3 separate regions of the Mus musculus genome follow, and regions 1 and 3 are each linked to region 2. The links are chromatin contacts, called in public Hi-C maps. All regions are on one chromosome and are shown on one strand. Each heading gives the region's core, a stretch centred on a gene start, on an enhancer-like site or on the middle of the called end of the contact. The rest is flanking DNA. Distances are from core to core; before and after follow the strand shown.

Region 1 (3,911 bases), core at 842-3,341, 930 kb before region 2:
TGCATGCAAAATCTATCCTCTCCCATGCTGAGGAACCTGCTCTCTCCCTGGGGTGTTATATGAGAGACGGACTTAAGGTTTTGTTTGGGAAGGAGTCAGTGAGGGAGGTGGGCAAGCTTGTGACAGATCCATCAAAATTCTCACTGGATAAGAACAGAGGGACAGGATGCCTGCACTTGGAATTAATTTAGAGAAGATTGTCTGATCTCTCGGAGACTTCCTTCACAGAAAGCCGTGTATAGGGAGTCATTTGATGGCAGCTGCCGGCGCACTGTTCTGCCTATAAACCCAAAATCTGCCAATCACACAGAAGAGTGGGAAGGGACTTGTCATAATCTGGAATTGTAAATAGCAAGACCAAGCACAGAGTGAAAAAATAATAGGATGGAGAGATTCCCCAAACAGATGAGTTACCGTCGATAAACAAATGATGCTATGGAGATTCTTGGGAGAAATTTCATAAGAATATTTGCTTATTGTCAGTAAAATGTCCAATGAACAGAGAATCCCCACAAGTTATCAAGAACATTAAGTTGTTTAATCTCAAGGGGATGGAAGACGTTCACAATTAGTGAGTTAACTGGAAGTGACTGACAAGAACCTACTGGAGAAATGAAGTTTTGGTGGTGCTTTATCAAGGACAGATACCTTAGTGGGTCTGAAGCCTTGGTTACCGCAACAGAGAATGGTGTTTGTCAGCAATGGTGCTTATTAATGTCAACAGAATCTCTTTTGTATTGTGCAGTACAAAGGGGAAATGTGAAAGAGAAAAGAAGGAAAACTTTACAATTGTTAAGGCAAACCAGCATCCTCAATATACACTGTCAAATCTGTCCCCACTGATGCACTTAAGCTATGGACTTTGGAGTGCTCTGTGACAGCCTTTGCCAACACAGTAAGGGTGACATTGTCTCCTTGAAATATATAGAGTGTGCTGTCTGAAAAGCATCCACTGGACAAATGGCAGCACAAGAAGAGACGTCTTTTTCCTCTCAGCATCTCTGGATGTCTGGATTTGCTCAGTGTTTACGTTGCAAAGTAAAATCTTGTAGTGCACGCCTTTAATTCCTCCGAATAAAGCAAGCAATGGTCTCAGGGCTGACAGGCAATATGGTCCATGGGAGCCACTGCTGCTATGAGATAAAGTCCTTCTTCCTGTCATCAGAGGGACAAGATGGTCACACATCCCAGAAGTAAGAATGACAGCAGTGGTTTGGGTAAAGTATGCAGAAGTCACCTCAAGTGAAGCAGGATAGGAGGACAGATGAAATTAAAGGACTCTGGAAGGAATAGATTCCCGCGGGATGCTGGCAGGGACTCAGAAGGTCCAGATAACTGGTAAAGATTGCCTGCAGAGACAGCTCTTGTTTTCTGAAGGGCATTGCAAACAAGGGTGTTAAACAGACCAGGTTTACTCGGGGCCTGGGTATTTGTAGCCTTGAGTTGAACTATGTCAGCACTCTCATCTCTAATCCCAGAACATAAACAGCACACTTCATAAAACCACCTTATAATTTCATTTATAAAGGGAACTTCTTTTTAAAAAAATGAAAGAAAGTGTTTAGGAAATCAACTCGCATGTTTTTGCTTACTTTTAAAACTCTACATAATTTTTAAATGGTGGTTACTCTTTAAAGCTAGCTCTCTTTAACAGGCTCACTAATTTACTGCTCTCAGGCCTCTCCTGGAATTCTTTTCTGCAGTATAGTCAAGGGTCTGGCTTCATCTGAGTGGAGGTCACTAAAAGGGCAGGGAATTCCGCTGGCTGCAGGTGGCTGGGCTGGGCTCTGTCTCCATTGCTGCTGCTGCTGCTGTGAGCTTCAGTATTTAAAACTGGACATCAGAGAAGGATCTCAGTTTGCTGAGCTTCTGCTAGTATTTGAAATGAGTTTGAAATCTTTGAAGGTTCATTCATTTCCCGATAAAATCATGGGACTCTTCACACCCAACAAAACACAGGCAGTGCCTTGCACTGAAAGCACATACTGAACTCGGGTGTGGGGAAACAAACTCAGGTCCCCTGGAAGAGCAGCAGGAGCGTGCTCTTAACTGCTGAGCCACCGCTCCAGCGATAAACAGGAGATTGAGCAATGACCTTCATTTGTGCTGCTTTGCCATTGTTACAGGGCTTGGCCCTTTGACTGTGAATCATCACAATACAGGACAACAAATTCAAACAGGCCAAGCCTGTATCTCACAGAGGTGAGGCAGGGTAATTTCCTAAAGAACTAAGCCGCTGATTGGTCTCAAAACTTCCACGTGAGCAGCTGAGCATTTTAGAGCCCTTTCTACACACATTTATATAAGTCCCATGTTTCAAATCGCAGGACTGACAAAGTCAAAGGTGAGAAGGGCGTCAGCAAAGCATAAAGAAAGAAAATTACTCAACTGAATGAAGGGAAGGAAGGAGAACCATGGCCCGCCCCCACCAGCCTGTCTCCTCCTGGTGTTTCATGCCAAGACAACCAAGGCTCACACTAGATGTTCTATTTCATAGACTATTTATGCAACTGAGTTTTTAAATAGGAACCCTTTAACATAACTTTTAAAAATATAACTGAAGGTCAATTTTTATTTTGTCCTCAATCTGTTTTTGTCTTTCTGTCACCATCATATTTTTAGAAGAAATATCCCCTTGAGTTTATTTATATTGAACTATTTTTAGCACAGAGAACATAAGCGGCTTAAAAGTCAGGCAGTTCATGTCAATGACTGACAGCAATAGTGAATGAATGACTGACAGCAATAGTGAGTGACCAACAGCAACAGTGAATGACCAACAGCAATAGTGAATGACCGACGTGTGTGTGTGTGTGTGTGTGTGTGTGTGTGTGTTGGTGTTTTGTCTGTTTTATCACAGCATGTCCAAATAAACATAGTCTTATGTAAATTGCTTTTGGTATTGGTGTTTTATCACAGCAACAAAAAAACCCACAAGGTTTTAAAGGACTGTTGTTGGGAAAGAAGAAGAGGCACCAAGAACCATTTCCTATCTTTAGGGATAACCACTAAGCTTCAGCTACTTTGATCCATTTACAACCAAACTGGAGGGACAGAATGACTTCCCCAAGTCTAGTTTGAAATCCAAAAGGCTATCACAGGCCTAGTTCCCTTCAACTGTACAAAATTTCTAGTTCCCTTCAACTGTACAAAATGTTTCATAGTGATTTCTGAAAAACAAACAAACTAAACTAACCAACCACCCCCCCAAGACCCCAAACAAACAAACAAAAACAAAACAAATACCACCGACTGGACGTCGGAGTAGAAAACAGGCACGATAATCTGGGGGCCACGCAGCCCAAGGAATCCCCCTCACGTGGATTCCTTTCCCTCTTTTCTGTTCTTGGATCCTTTCTTTGTAGAGTGCACCTTAAAGTGAAGCCACATCATATCACACGTGTGCAATCTATACAGACAGGAATTGCACACAGCAAGTAGCAAAAGTCTTTGCAAGCTAATTTTCCATGTCTCTGGGGCTAATTTTCATTTAAATTTAAAAATCCTTAACAATGACCAGAGTTCCTGACTCAGGACTTCATGCCTAAACACTCTACCCACTGAGCCACGTCCCCAGATCCACATGGTCTTCACACCTCCCAAGCTTCTATTCTGTATCTATATTGCACTCCAAAGCATAGTATACGTCAGTTATGCATTATTATAATTTACAGGAAAATTATGATTAGACAAAATTCCAAGTCAGAAAGTGCTTTGGTGACTGTGGGGAGACTCAGAGTTTAGGCGCACTGGCTGCTCTTATAGACAACCTGAGTTTGGCAACTGTGCCAGGAAGCTCCAGGGAATCTGATGCTCTCTTTGTGCCACCTCAAGTATAGGCAAACACATGCCACACACAGCACAGACAGTCATACAAATACCTAAAATTTTCTTAAGCACTGTGGTGTGGG
Region 2 (4,155 bases), core at 1,461-3,960:
TCAGTACACCCAATCAGCTGTGAACTGAAGGAGGGGTTCTTAGAGGAGACTCAGCCCTATTGACTTGACATGAAACATTAGTAATCCTACCCTGCAAGATACCAAGGGCATAAGAACTAGGTTATTCTGCTCCCTGCCAGGAGGCTCACTTTATAAGATACATGATAATCCGCTCATATGCAAATAGGAATTCTCCTGTCCTCAAGTATAAACACAGTCCTGTAAAATGCAGCCCTGTACCTCTGCCTGTTTCTGCCAGCCAGCCTCAAGCATCTTCCTAATGAATGCCAAACCTCAGTACTCAGGAATTTGCATCCATCTTCAGTCCAAAGCCAAGTCCCTGAGCAGCCCAGAACCCACACCCTTAGCTGTAGCTCTCCACCTGCCAGCTTGAAATCAACGAACACTACAGAATGCCTTGCTCAAAATTAAAAGACCTTGCATTTATTATTTTTGTTAATTCATGTAGAAATCTAGCATACTGCCCAAAACTGAATCTAACACCTCTGTATGACAACACCCTTGAGTGATAGTCTGTCTCTGTCTCCCTCTCTTTACACATACACATACACACACACACACACACACACACACACACACATACAGAGAGAGAGAGAGAGAGAGAGAGAGAGAGAGAGAGAGAGATCAAGCAAGGCTTGAAGTCATTATGAGGCTGATGGTGTCTATGAACTTCTGAATTCCAGATCCTCCTGACTCTACCTCCATGGTGCCACGGTTGCATGAACGCACTGCCGTGCTGGATTTAGATTCCCCTTTTTTATGAATTCATAAATTGTCCATGGCTCAAATTTAACCTAGAAATTGGTGTCAGAAATATAACACTCTACAGTGTCAGGTGTTCACCACTCTACAGTGTCATGTGTACACCACTCTATAGTGTCAGGTGTATACTAGTCTACAGTGTCAGGTGTTCACCACTCTACAGTGTCAGGTGTTCACCACTCTACAGTGTCAGGTGTTCACCACTCTATAGTGTCAGGTGTATACTAGTCTACAGTGTCAGGTGTTCACCACTCTATAGTGTCAGGTGTATACTAGTCTACAGTGACAGGTGTTTACCACTCTACAGTGTCAGGTGGACACAACTCTACAGTATGAGGTATACAGCACTTTACAGTGTCAGGTGGACACAACTCTACAGTGCCAAAACTTCAGAGTGTCAGTGTATAACCCCTTACATGGTTCTCCTTAGAACCATGCCATATTTTTCTATGTCATTAGCAACTCTTTGATCATTTAAATAACATCATCTTCCTAATATTGAACTTTTCAAATTTTGCAAAATTATACTGCTGTAAATAATTCTATATTTTAACATTTATGTATGAATCATTTTCTGATCTAAATTATACCCATCCTTACACATAATTTTTGCAATAAGAATAACACCATTTTTGCTACCTCATAAGACTGAATTTTACTTATTACTTAAAAAGAACATTTTATAAATAGCTGCTTACACCAGCAAACAAGGGAAGACACTAGTAATGTATTGAATTATGTGATGAGAACCTGTTTCTCTCAACTCCCTGAAAACCAAATTGCATTCACTAAAATCTTTTCTGTAGGTGTGCGTGTGCACATGTTTTTGTACTCATGGAGGCTATGCTTGTGGGTGGGTGTTCACATGTGTAAGTCTGAGGTCATCCACAGCTATCAGTCCTCAAGAACTTTCCACCCTGTTTTCTGAGCCATAGTCTCTTAGTAGTATATAGAGCTTGTTGACTTAGCTAGGCCTACAGGCTCAGAGGACTCGGGATCCGCCCATCTCCACTTCTGCATCCTGAGATTATAAGCACATACCGCCACACTGGGGATTTTATGTGCACTCTGCGGCTCAATCTTAGATTTGTGTGCTCATATCCTGAGCCCTCCCACCAGGCCTTCAATGTAAATTCTTCCAAGATAGGGTCTTTTCCTTGGTTTAGGGCCATGTACTGATAATCTAATAGCCCATCTGTTTTGCTTCAGCTTTCCACAAGGAATTTTTCCCATGCTCTTAGCCAATGCACTGCCAAGAATAGGTCTCTCTCTATTCTCCCTCCTCATCTTACTTTGCACAGTATAAACACACGCAGCGTTGTCTTTTCCAAACCCACAATGTATGTTCTCCTTTTTAGGTGCTACTTGGTTGTTCAGCTTTGTGGAACCTGTGGAAACCCTGACAACTTTTTCCTTTCCTTGTGATGTTTTCCCCTCGGTGTCCTTTATTCTAGCATGTCCTAGGATATTGTCTTCTACTATATCCTCAACTAAACATGCATAATTTTCATATACAGATGGATGGCTTGAGAGAAACAAGCCATTGTGTATTTCTAGCCAGACATGCTTTTAAATGAAAACATAAAAGCATTTTAAAAAGTAGTTTTGCTGGCCATCTCTACAAATTCACCCCACAGAAACTAACTTATTTAGTGTGCATATGTGCTGTATGCTCTCAAGTCTGTGAGTTCGAATTCTACGCATCCAAGGAAGCCATGGACCACTATTGGGTACCCTTTTTCTATCGCTCTTTGCCTGATCCAACTGAGAGAAGGTCTTTCGCTGACTCTGGAGCTCAGCTAAAAGCCACAAGCCACAGTGATCCGTCTGTCTCAACCTCCACAGAACTAAGGGTATAAGCAGGGGCAGGGCGATATGCTTGCTCTTTAGATGTGTTCCAGGCATGAACTCATTTCCTTGTGCTTGTGCAACAAGCATTCTTACCTGCTGAGTCATCTCCCTTGCTGCTGAAATGCACTTTGGAGCTTGACCTATATCCTGAGAACTGTCTTTTCCTAGAAATGTATTCAGCTACATCCAGAGATCTATCATCCATTCCTAACACACTACCAGCCTCACTGTAAGTACTTAAAATGTGTATTTCACGGACATCTATCTACTGCATTAGATCAAGATCTCTTAAGATTCCATGATTCAGTGGAGACTACATTCACATCTTTCATCCAGTCAGTGTTCCAGTACCTACTTAGTCATGCACTCAACAATGACTTAACTAAAAACTGCACTGCATTAAGAACCAAACAGCTCTAGAGCAGGGGGTGTCAACCTCTGGATTGTGACGCCTTTGGAGGTCAAATGACCCTTTCACAGAGGTCACATGTCATAAATCCTGCATATCAGATATTTATTTATTCACCACAGTAGCAAAGTTACAGTTATGAATAAGCAATGAAATAATTTTATGATTAGGGATCACCACAACATGAGGAAATTTATTAAAGGGTCATAGCACTAGGACCAATTTAGGTTGAGAACCACTGGTCTAGCGAGAATAAACATTCTTTGCCCTTAGGAACATTACTAACCATTAACCATAATGAGTAAACCAAAAAATGAATTAGATGCTAGGACAGAAGGAAGACAAGACCAGGAATCTAAACAAAAGGCACTTAATAAAGGCAGGCAGAACCTGCTCAGAGAAGGAGGAGCCATGTCAAGACACCAGTAGGAGACTCTTGGTGGATTCTTTTTGCTGGTTTTGTTTTGTTTTGGTCTTCTGTATCTATTCCAGGCTGGTCTTGAACCTGCTATGCATTGAGGATAACCCTGAACTTCTAGTCTTCCCCCGTTCACCTCTGGAAAACTGGGATCACATGCACCACCTGCTGTGATGGAGAGCAAACTCAGGGCTTTGTGCATATGAGGCAAGCCGTCTCCCAACTGATATCTACCCTTAGACACTCTTGGTGTACACGTGGGAGGCCCTTAGCTCCTTCTTTGATCAGAAAGGACTCCTTACTGTTGTGAATAAAGGGTAGTATTCTAAATCTGTGTGCTTTTCTTCACTTCCACAAGAGTATTTGACTATGACAATAAGCACTTTACCATGAGTAGAGGTAAGGCAGCAAGGGAGCCACTGTTCAAGAGATCTCTGTTTTAATCTATGGAGGACTCAACTGAGTTCAGAAACTGTCTTTTCCCCAATGCAATTTCTATCTATGTAGCTGTGAGAGAAGTCCTTGTCATTCTGCTTGTTTGCACATCTACGTGAGCAAATGTAATTTCCTTGAGCTGGTGCATGTTAACTGAATTGGTGAGAAAAGAAGGGAAGTAATTATTCCAACCTAAGTAGATAACAGGACAAAAGGAGCCTGGACCTAGTTGTTTGTCCTTTGGCCCACATTCTTCCCA
Region 3 (4,094 bases), core at 118-2,617, 660 kb before region 2:
AAATTCAGTCTGATAGTAAATATCCCATAATGAGGGAACGAGGGACTTGGGGAGATAATACTGAATGTAGAGTGTTTAGTCTCCCATCCGTCATGCTGTCTGCTCTACAGGAGGACTGCTTCTTGGATCTTCCTCTGGAACAGCTTGAGATGCTTGTTAAAGAGTCAGAAAGAGACTGGAGAAATGGCTCAGAAGTTCAGAGCACTGGGTGGCCTTGCAGAGGACCAGGGTTTGATTCTCAGCACCGGCATGGCAGTTTATAACTACCTGTAACTCCAGTTCCAGGAGATAGGACATTTTCTCCTGGTCTCTGTGTATACTGCATGCACATGATACACATGTACACGTGCAGATACGCATACAACATGCACAAAAAACTAAATGAGTAAACCTTTTTATAATAATAATAATAATTAATAATAATAATAATAATAATAATAAAAGTATAGATTTGCGAACAGGGGATGTAGCTCGGTGGCAATGTGTTTGCCCAGCTTATACAAGGAGTTAGACAGGAGACAACAAAAGGAAACCACATCTCTATTTCATAGCTTTGTCTCCTGATAGGGGAATGACACTCTGTGTTAAATGTCCTTGAAGCTCACAATAAGTTGTTGCTAGCTAAAAAAACAAACTATGCATCTTGGGATTTCCCCAGTGCCTTCACAAATGGTGCACCTCTTCAAAAGACTTCACTGTCATTATCATTTGTATTGTGGTTTTGACAGTTTGTGAGATTTTGTAGGGATCACCCTGATCAGGGAGGGAAAGGCTCACTTCGCCCCATTAATATACCATCCATTAAAAATGTGTTTATAAATCCATAATTCTGCCCACACTATATTGCTAACCCCTTCTTCAACAGAGTCCACTCCAATCTTTCTTCTGAGTGTTTATTTTGCCAAATAAACTCCTGCTTAAACTGTCTTTGTTTCTTGACTGAATTCTTTTCTTCACAAAGACAAGGACTAGACCCAGGAGAACTCCTTACCCAGCAGCTGCCAAAATCTGCAATACAGCAAAGCATGCAGACACATGAACAGATGCACATAAAAACCTGTGCCTCATGCAGGCAACTGTCTTCAAGGCAGGAAAATCATAAAACATAAGCTTTTGAAAAGAATGCATCTCTTGGCAAAGGGGGCATTTAAAAACACTTTTTAAAAAACTACCACTAAGTTTCAAGGGGTATTGGAGTTCTGGAAAGCTTGCTTTTTGAAAAGGGAATAATGAGGCAGAATCCTTTAATTCCATCTGAATCATTAGGTGCCTGGTGCCAAGTTCCATCAAGGGTGCAATGCTAGAGGAAAGACAGTTGGATTTCGCTGGGCCGTCCCTTCTTTGGAGATCTCTGCAGACTTCAAATGTTTCTGAGGCATTCAGATGAAAGGGAATGGAACACTCCAGGATGGGGAGTGTTGGTGGGAGGGCAGAGCACACCCCTCAGGCTTTCAGAGATTTTCCTTCCCCTGGAGAGGAAACCCAGCCAGCCAAAAGCACAGCTTCCTCCTGCAGCCTCATCTGCACAGGCACCAACAGGAAACACCGACCCTGGGGATATCAATCAGCCATCTCTTCTGACTAGTACATTCAGTAGAAATAAACCCACAAATGAATGAGAGGAGAGAGAGAGAGAGAGAGAGAGAGGCATCAGCCTAGTTAGGAGCCTCTCAGCCACTGATAACCTGAGAACAAGTTAGCAACAGGACCTTCTGCTGCCTGGAAATGACCCAGTTTGCATAACACTGGAGAAGAGCGAGCGGCTGTTCACTTCTGTAGTGAAGCAGCTCTTCTTCAGCTGTTTTATTTTTCTCTTTCTTCTTTCTTTTTAGTCAGATCATCCATTAAAGAAAACAAAACACATTTAAGACAGAATTTCCTGTATCTATTTGGAACATCACACCCCATGTCAGAAAGGCCAGGGTATGCAACTGAGTTTTCATCTGTTGTGTGATGTCCTGCTGTGGGAATATAGGGACCCCAGAGGTGGTGCTTAAATCCCAAGTACTTCTAACACTGCCCTTCAGACAAAAGAGCTTTGCTTCTAATATGCAACCTGCTTCTAAAAGCCTATTAAGTGTTCTAAATTTTATTTCTAAGGGGAAAATGATTGGACAGTTTCTAACCCAAAAGCCAAAACAAGAAGCAAGGAAATCATAATGAAATTCAAATCCCGTCCCACTCACCGCCCTCTCCTAACACATACATGGACAGTTCTAGCAATGGCATTCATTCATTAGCCTTACAGTGTTTGAGTCCCTTTAGGAAAATTTTTATTTGCACTTTACAACTATCATTAACTTCAAAGGAGACTGACAACTCTCAAGTTATTAAGTTAAAAGGCAGCCAACTTTTCAGCTGGAGTCACTGCAAATTAATTCTGTCTTACGAGGCCACATTGGGTCATTTCCTTAGCCAGTAGCAATAAATAAAACTTACTCTAATAATATAAAAAGCAGGGGAGGATGGCAATGCTTTTCCTATTAAAAATGCTCCAATGTGGCAGGACCTAGGTCCTGCCTAAACTATGAGGTAACTATGTCTTACCTTTTATGGATGAAAGGTTATTTTTTTGTATACTGTGAATATCCTATCTTTCTTCCAGATGAGCAGACAAAAGGAAAGTGGTAACTAAACACTAACACTGGACGGCAACGATCATCTCTTCTGAATATTTATTTCCTAGCATCTCTTGCAGCTAGCTGTCCTTGCTGGACCAATAGGGACTAAGTCACAGGGAAATATGTTTTTCAGCTGTCATCACTGCCTGCCTGTTTTTGTCCTTCCTTCCTTCCTTCCTTCCTTCCTTCCTTCCTTCCTTCCTTGCTTCCTTCCTTCCTTGCTTCCTTCAATCCATTTCTGTTTTCTGATTGGCACACAGAGGGGAGAGTCAAGACTTAAAACTTAAGGGAAAAATTTATTTAGGCTGTGGTGATACATGCTTTTAATACCAGTACTCAGGAGGCAGAGGAAGGCAGATCTCTGAGTTCAATGCCAACCTGTTCTATAGAGGAAGATCCAGAACAGCCAGGGCTACGCAGAGACCTTGTCCCAGGGGAAAAAAAGAAAAGCAAAACAAAACAAAACCTAAAGAACAAAAAAATAAAAAATAAACAAACCAAAACCCATGAAATTCACTATTTGAAAGAGCCCTTTATAGTAAGCTATATAGTAAAAGATAATAAAAAGCAACCATATTTCAAAAACTCCTAGAACTCACATTTGAAGCTATAGGAAACAGATGAGTCTCTGATGTCAGGAAATGACATAGCAAATGACAGATCTTCTAAGCAATGAACACAGTGATTGGTTAAGATGACAGGAAAGGAGTCGTGGGTCAAATAGCATAGAATATTGTAAGAGCACTGCTATTAGGGGTGGGAATGGCTCAGTGGATGAAGTGCCTGCCTTGTAAGCATGAAGTCCTGAGTTCAATTCCCAGAACTCACGAAAATGCCATGTGTAATGGTGCATGCTTGTAAGCCCGTTGCTAGGGAGGCATGGACAGGAGGGTGGATGGAGCTTGCTGGACAGCCATTCTGAGTTAGTCAGCTCCAGGCCAATGAAAGGCCTTGTCTCAAAGGACATGGATAGAGTGTCTGAGTAGAACAGCTTATTTTTTGTCCCACCCACCCCCCATACACACACACTACCCCCCACCCCCACCCTCCAACCCCACCTCCCACCACTGCCACATAGATCATTTGGTAACACACTTGCCTAGCATTCACAGAGTCCTGGGTTCTATCTTAAAAAAAAAGTGTGAATATTGATTTGGACCTTTAATCCTAGTAATTCAGAGGTAGAGCCGGAAGGATCAGAAGTTCAAGGTCACCATTGGCCTGAGGTGGAAATTTCACTCCTGGAAGTCAGGGGCCTGTAGGAAATCCTTAAAGATGTGAATCAGGGTGACATCATCAAAGCAATGAGGGTCTGAAGGTCTTGTAGACTGGGGTTATGGAACCAGTAGGTGACTGGTAAGCTTTATCTGGCGGTGGTTAAAGAAACTGTCTGAGAGGATCCTGAGGACAACAAAACAAAACTCCCTGAAATGCAGAGAGTTAGCAATCAGAATCCTGCTAAGAACAGTGGTA

What was found. Hi-C and Micro-C count contacts between places; a contact is called where the count stands out from the background.
Region 1: a Hi-C map of the N1E-115 cell line shows a contact between it and region 2, with 5 times the contacts expected there. The contact joins two enhancer-like sites.
Region 3: a contact with region 2 is called in a Hi-C map of the N1E-115 cell line, with 5 times the contacts expected there. The contact joins two enhancer-like sites.

Annotation. Positions count from the first base shown.
Region 1 is chr9:116,638,045-116,641,955 of GRCm38.p6, forward strand. All of the region lies in intron 10 of Rbms3 (RNA binding motif, single stranded interacting protein), which reads right to left. Among named protein-coding and RNA genes, the nearest start is that of Gm39449, 110 kb to the left of the region's middle. Within about 2 kb of position 2,092, at least 42 of the 459 cell types and tissues checked have an H3K27ac peak or open chromatin away from gene starts, as enhancers often do. A contact at or near this core is called in the N1E-115 cell line, where this site is marked.
Region 2 is chr9:117,568,656-117,572,810 of GRCm38.p6, forward strand. It overlaps a transcript of Rbms3 not described here. Among named protein-coding and RNA genes, the nearest start is that of Gm39450, 150 kb to the right of the region's middle. Within about 2 kb of position 2,711, at least 50 of the 459 cell types and tissues checked have an H3K27ac peak or open chromatin away from gene starts, as enhancers often do. A contact at or near this core is called in the N1E-115 cell line, where this site is marked.
Region 3 is chr9:116,910,949-116,915,042 of GRCm38.p6, forward strand. The region is part of intron 4 of Rbms3 (RNA binding motif, single stranded interacting protein); the gene reads right to left. Among named protein-coding and RNA genes, the nearest start is that of Gm39452, 280 kb to the right of the region's middle. Within about 2 kb of position 1,368, at least 23 of the 459 cell types and tissues checked have an H3K27ac peak or open chromatin away from gene starts, as enhancers often do. A contact at or near this core is called in the N1E-115 cell line, where this site is marked.